Regions from separate parts of the Salvelinus alpinus genome. Here region 1 is linked to region 2. A link is a contact called in public Hi-C data. All regions are on one chromosome and are shown on one strand. Each heading gives the region's core, a stretch centred on a gene start, on an enhancer-like site or on the middle of the called end of the contact. The rest is flanking DNA. Distances are from core to core; before and after follow the strand shown. Region 1 holds the start of LOC139539880 (craniofacial development protein 1-like). Region 2 holds the start of LOC139539877 (heat shock factor protein 4-like).

Region 1 (3,419 bases), core at 786-3,285, 240 kb before region 2:
TACCAGGTTGTGGAACTATTGAGACAGTAAATGGAGTGTACTCATTCAAATTGTAGAGCACAAATTTCCTGCATGCTGGAATGTTTCATTCTCAGCTATGTGTATGATACATCTATAACACACAAAATGAGAAGGCTTGTTCTGAGTATAGTGCAACAGCAACACACAACAATCTGAATGAAAAATAACACACATAGAAAAACAGAGAGCCCCTGGCCAGCCCTGAAATATACCACTTTGGCAAATAATCATGTATCAAACAAAGTCATCCGGTAACAGATATAGAAAATAAGGCCTCTGAAGGAACAGCTTTCTTGCATATGCCGTCCTGCTGATTGCATGTCCTCCCCCCCCTCTCCCTCTTTGAGTTCCTGTGTCCCAGTGCTAGAGTGTAGCTAGGACTCTTAAGAAGGAGATAATGAGGACACAGAAGGACTGGCCCACTCCAAACACCAATGCCTCCAAGGAGATCATCCTCTTCCCTGCTGCTTTGTACACCCCAGCAATGGCGGCACCTACATGCACAAAGACATTTTTGGTTTTTGAAAAGTATAAAATAATTTGAACACTGACTCAATGAGTAGTTTATGTCTACGTGTACAATAATGGATTATGTTGATGGCTTATCAGAACATGACGTGAGTAACTCACTGGTAAGGACACCACCACACACAGGGCCCACGATACTCATCAGTATGATGGCAATGGGCATGAAGCGGGCTATTTTGTGTTGTCGCAGGGTGGCGAGGGCCAGGAGAGCAGCAGGTAGGTGGAACACCAGTGAAGAGACAGCAGCCCACAAGAAGACTCCATACCACATCTCTGAAACAAAGGAACTAAGCAGTAACATATAGCCTTGCTAGGTTTAGCAGAGTTTACAGACATTACACATGCCTGTTGCCTGACATGTCTTCTGAATTAAATACTACCCTATCCAGTGCCTATTATGTTAAACTGACCCCTTAATCACCCTGCAAAATAATCCAAGCTGCTAATGATTACACATATATATAACATCTCTCACACACACATATATATATATATATATATAAAACGTTTGGTAATATATACATAACGTTAGGTAATCCATTAGAGTGTGTGTGGGTATATATATAAAACAATGCTTTCTCTCAAAAAAGACAATTGATGGCTACTCTAATGGATTACCTAACGTTATGGGTAATTTAAAGTTGTCCGTTTTGCACAATAATATTTGTTGTTATTGCCAGCTGGCTAGCTAGCACTTGATTAGCTAGCCCGCTAAAGTTAACTAGCTAGCTACTTGTTTAGCATTCACAATAGCTAGCTACAGTAGTAGCCATGTTAACTTATCTAGCTAGTAGCTATCTAGCTAGCTAAGTAGCTCAATAATGATGGACTAACGTAAGGACCCAAACGTTACGACGCCTTAGTTTAGGTTTAGCGTCTATATGAATGTGGTAGCTCACTAAGTAGTATTACTAGCTACGTTAAATCGGTTACCTGGATAATAGTTAACGAAAAATGTACGTTACAAAGTTTATAATAATGTTGTTCAACTGGCTAATGTAGAACAGAGGGGCTGTGGAATGAATCTCACCTGAGAAGTCGCTAAGCGATGTGTCGTTGCCTCGATTGGTGCCATTTTTCCTAGGGACCAAATTCAAGCTAAGAATTTGCTGCACAAACCCAATCTCGTTATATCCGTTCTGCATGTCTAATGCACAGAACACCACGAGCATGTGTGCGAGACCACGAATATCCGAATAACACCATCAGAACATTAATGTTGGATCTAGCTAGCAAGTCGACAAGGGTTGGTTGATCTCCTGTTATTAGCCGTTAGCTTGATGTCAACACAACTTGATTTGGCGTCACGCCGTACCAGACTCATCAGAGGCGTGGTCACAAAAAGGATTTCACAATTTTGATAAATTGTTGAATACAATTTCCAAACCATATTAACATATAAATATATAATAATGCAATCGATTATGAATACGGTATTCATTCTCCAACAAAAAATAAGCGATAACGCGTCTTTCCTAACGATCGATTGATCCTGTGGACTTGCCGTAGTAAATCGGGAAGTCAGATAAGCAGCTACCATAGAATTACACAAGGATAAATATACATCCGCGCTCCTTTCTGTAGCTAGTCAACAAAGCCACACGTTTTCATATTGTAGATAGTTGTGTATTTGTTTGTTATTGTAATTGTAGCTATAATAAACTATACAGCTAGAAATATTTAATAACTTTATCGGTTATTTTGTAACCGCGTGATAGCTACAGACAGGGTTCGTCAGATATCCGGTGCTTTGTAATTTGCTAGCTAGCCAGTTATCCATACATTTACTGCTGTGTTTACTATTGGCAGAAAGTGTAGGCTCTTTCTGGAGGGGAAATTATGAATTACTCAGATTATGATTCCGATGGCTATTCTTCAAATGCAGATCAAGACTATGTCCCATCTGGTAAGGTTACTTCCACAAACAGATAGAAATGCAATGCTAGTTGAGCAGATATGTTATTAACGTTACACACATGACAGAGAATCATAACCTTATACAGTAGTTATGCAATATTTCCATTGTATGTGTCATATTCTTCATGTATGTTGCTTGATGATAATTAGCTACTGTATTTGTCATTCAATTCAAGTCTTACCATGATTGTTGTGTGGTTGACAGATGACAACCTCAGTGAAGATGACATGAATCAATGTGTGAAAGAAGATGGTCTGGAAGAGGTTGACGATAGTAGCCAACAGTCAGATAATGTCACCAAGAAGAAAAAGAAGAAAGGCCAAGACATTGGCATGAGGTGAGTGATTCAACACTTTTGTATTTGGCTTAGTTTTTAGACCAATGGTGTCAAATCACATTTTATTTGTCACATACACATGGTTAGCAGATGTTAATGTGAGTGTAGCGAAATGCTTGGGCTTCTAGTTCTGACAGTGCAGTAATATCTAACAAGTAATCTAACAATTCCCCAACAACTACCTAATACACACAAATCTAAAGGGGTGAATGAGAATATGTACATGTAAATATATGGATGAGCGATGGCCGAGCGGCATAGGCAAGGTGCAATAGATGGTATAACATACAGTATATACATGTGATATGAGTAATGTAAGATCTGTAAACATTATTAAAGTGGCATTATTTAGAGAGCATTGTATAAAGTGACTAGTGCTCCATTTATTAAAGTGGCCAGTGATTGGGTCTTAATGTAGGCAGCAGCCTCTCTGAGTTAGTGATTGCTGTTTAGCAGTCAGATGGCCTTGAGATAGAAGCTGTTTTTCAGTCTCTCGGTCCCAGCTTTGATGCACCTGTACTGACCTCGCCTTCTGGATGGTAGCGGTGTGAACAAGCAGTGGCTCGGGTGGTTGATGTCCTCGATGATCTTTTTGGCCTTCCTGTGACATCGACT
Region 2 (3,566 bases), core at 990-3,489:
ATTTAGCAAATTGTTGTTGTAATTATGATTGATGCCATGTATCAGCACATATTGCTACTTACTGTTTCATGTCTTGCATCTGACACTCCATGTTCTCTTGTTGGCTGCGCAGTACCTGTACTTCATACAGCAGCTTACTCAAGTCCTCCTGCCGTACTTTAGTCTCTTCACTCTTCACGATGGAGACCTAAACACACAGACAAACAGACACAGATGTCTCACTATGTGTACTTTGTTGGTGTGTGTGTGTGTGTGTTTTATTTCCTAGGTTTCTGTCTCACCTTCCTCTTGATGTGCTCCAGCAGGTGTTCGTGGCCTTGCAGGAAGTAGAGGTGCTGAAACTCTGTGTCGTCTCTCTCTGGCTTCACCAGACCACTCTGCTCTATGTTCACCACCTTCCTGAAGCCATCTGTACATCAGCCCAGAGGTTTGCGGCACACAGCAACACACACACACAAACACACATGCACACACACACACACAATCACACCTCAAGAGGCACAAACACACATCCAGAGGCACAAACACTCAAATACATAAATTAATGCATAGCCTACCTACACATAAACAATACAAAAGTCACTCCTACACAATTGACTTCTAAATACTGCTAAATATCTGACAGGGTATTTCGCTATTCTCTAGAGCTGAGGAGAGGTACTCACACATGTTGAGCTGACGAACAAAGCTGGCCATGTTGTTATGTTTGAAGTATTTTGGCAGGACCTCTTTGGCAAACCTGCCCTGGTCGAACACATGGAAGCTGGTCCCAGTCTGAGGGACATAACCAAAATAGGGGTTTGTGTTTAAGTTCTATGAAACACTGGTTAGACATTGACTACCTCAATTCAACATTCAGGGCCAGTTTCCCAGACAAGTTAAAGGGACCAAAATGCAGTTTCAATGGAGATTCTTCATTGAGCATGCTTTTTAGTCCAGGACTAGGCTGTCCGGGAAACCAGCCCAATGTCAAAAACATATAATGCTCAGTTCTATAAATCCTGTGAAGGTTGATCAAGTAGGAAGTGTATTTTTTGCTTTATACCAATAAGTCCATATAAAATCTGTTCTGAGAAATGTGTATATCCTAGTTAATGTTTTACAGGCTACCTGGATTAAAACAGAACAGGGGAAGCTTTGCCACTTACATTCAAAATATATATATTCTAAGTTCTAAGAATTCTAAGTGCTAAAATGAAGGTTGAGGGAAAAAACTATGTACCAGCAAACTGTACCCATACCTCTTAGACACTAAATCAATGCGAAGCTTATGGACTTTTGTCATTTCATCATAGTCCAATAGCACATTCTTTAAGTGTTAAACAGGTTGGCTACATGATTTTGAAAATGTTGTTAAAGTCAATATTTCTATCCCCATATGTGTCCAGTAAGCAAAAATCAGTTAATGAACATGATGAAGTCATGATTCTCTCAAAGATGGTTACTCACTTACATTTTGAGGACTCTGTAAGCCAGATTGTGGAATCTTGGGCATAACAGTAACACAAACAGGTACAAAGATAAAGATGTCAAGGGTTGCTTAGTATGTGGTCTCATTCACCACTTCTTACACTGTGAAGATGTGTGATACAATACTGATATGATCGATACTAATCATACTTTTTGACGATACCCTTAGTTTATAAAGGGAACAACACTGGAAGACATTTACTCGGTTACCCTCCAGATCTATCTAATGCTGCCAATGAATGCGAGGCACATGTTTTGGGTTAACCAAAGGTTTAAACACATCCACTTTTCAGTCAACCCGAGTATAAACAGTCATGATATCCAATTAATTTGATAGTCAAACATAGAACTTGTCTATTACTCATAGTTCTATCTTGCCACTGCACCTAACCATTACTTATCTTCTCATTCTTGTAATTTATATCAAACACATTAAATATATTCAACAGTATGAAAGACCTCTGACTCTCTTTAACCAACTTAACCAATCAGAAGAGTCAGTGCTTCAGGTACTCACAGCACTCCAGCAGATGAGGTGGTTGGTGTCCGGGTCCTCGACCAGGGTCCACAGTTTGGTGAGGAAGGCAGGCACATTACTGGCATAACCTCCATCCACACCAATAGAGCCAGGAGATTCTTGCATGGCTGCGCTTCAGTTGGAGCAAGGCGGTGTTATTAAGAATATGTGTAAGAGTGTGTATGTGCACAGGTCCTACTCCATCTCTGAGCTGCTTTGCTGCTGACTCTCTCTGGACCAGTCATACGGCCATATCAGGCCCTGTCATCCCTACAGGCCATCGTCAGCACAAACCTGCCCCTGCAGCATCACCATAGCCCTCCAACACAACAAAAGACCCCACTGGAAAACAATACAGGCCATCACAAAGCCTAGAATAATAGCACACTGTCATGCTAGACAATACGATACAGCACAGGAGCGCTGGTGAATACGTGTGTGTGGGTGTGTATACTGAGACTCCTCAATTACTTATCTTCACAGATCATAGACAAACACATAAATATCATATAACAACATCATCCAACCCTTAGAAAGAGTACATAGTACAGTATGTGCTTTGCATGAATTGTGTATCAATGCCCACTGGTTTTGTGTCACAAAGGTTATTGTTTTACCCAAAACAATATAAAGTTATTTTAACTGACTGTCTGATAAAATCTGATAAGGATAATTTCCAAATCCCGGTCAGAAATACAAATGAGTTCTTATTTGTGACCATGTAATTGGAATTCTTGTTTGCATCTCTGAAGAATCCTCATTTTTATGTATCTTGATCTGTGTTTAGTCACATGACAAATAGTTAAGCTCCTTAGGCACTAAACAAAAACTGAAACATAAATACAAATAGAAGTAGGGCCTACAATTGTGATGTGATGAATCACTGAAACAACACTGAAAAAGAAATACCAAAGTACAAAACATAAATGCAAAATAGTGACACTGAAAAATATAGCTTATATTCAAGGCTGACATATAGGCTATGTTCAAAACGAGCAGCAACCTTTGTACAGCATGCTTAGAAAAAAAGCTTCTGGATTTAACCAAAATAGTTCAATTCTTTCTTCATACATGGCACCCCTTAAGGTTCTATATATAACCAAAATTGGTTCCATATAGAACCCTGTATGGAACCCAAGGGTTCTATATGGAACTAGTTTTGGTTCAGTAAAGAAGAACCCTACAAAGGGTTCTATACATTCACTGCACAAAACATTAGGAACACTCTTTCCAAGACTGACCAGGTAAATCCAGGTGAAAGCTATGATCCCTTATTGATGTCACCTGTTAAATCCACTTCAAGACGGTGTAGATGAAGGGGAGGAGACAGGTTAAAGAAGGATTTTTAAGCCTTGAGACAATTGAGACATGGATTGTGTATGTGTGCCATTCTGCAGATGAATGGGCACAACAAAACAGGGTATGGTAGTAGCTGTCAAGCGCACCGGTTTGAGTGTGTCAAGAACTGCAACGCTGCTGGGTTTTTCACACTCAACAGTTTCCAGTGTGTATCAACAATGGTCCACCACCCAAAGGACATCCAGCCAACTTTACACAACTGTGGGAAGCATTGGAGTCA

What was found. Hi-C and Micro-C count contacts between places; a contact is called where the count stands out from the background.
Region 1: a contact with region 2 is called in a Hi-C map of red muscle, with 12 times the contacts expected there. The contact joins the promoter of LOC139539880 here to the promoter of LOC139539877 in region 2. A contact is called at or near these places in 3 of 3 Hi-C or Micro-C datasets (liver, muscle and red muscle).

The regions. Positions count from the first base shown.
Region 1 is chr15:29,556,995-29,560,413 of SLU_Salpinus.1, reverse strand. LOC139539880 (craniofacial development protein 1-like) reads left to right here and starts at 2,035. Exons shown (of 7, transcript XM_071343254.1): 1 at 2,035-2,455; 2 at 2,672-2,804. The coding sequence starts at 2,389. It overlaps LOC139539881 (transmembrane protein 170A-like), which reads right to left and starts at 1,721. Exons shown (of 3, transcript XM_071343255.1): 1 at 1,580-1,721; 2 at 652-822; 3 at 1-515. The coding sequence starts at 1,721. The coding sequence ends at 385.
Region 2 is chr15:29,315,011-29,318,576 of SLU_Salpinus.1, reverse strand. LOC139539877 (heat shock factor protein 4-like) reads right to left here and starts at 2,239. Exons shown (of 13, transcript XM_071343246.1): 1 at 1,988-2,239; 2 at 666-774; 3 at 282-409; 4 at 63-187. The coding sequence starts at 2,113.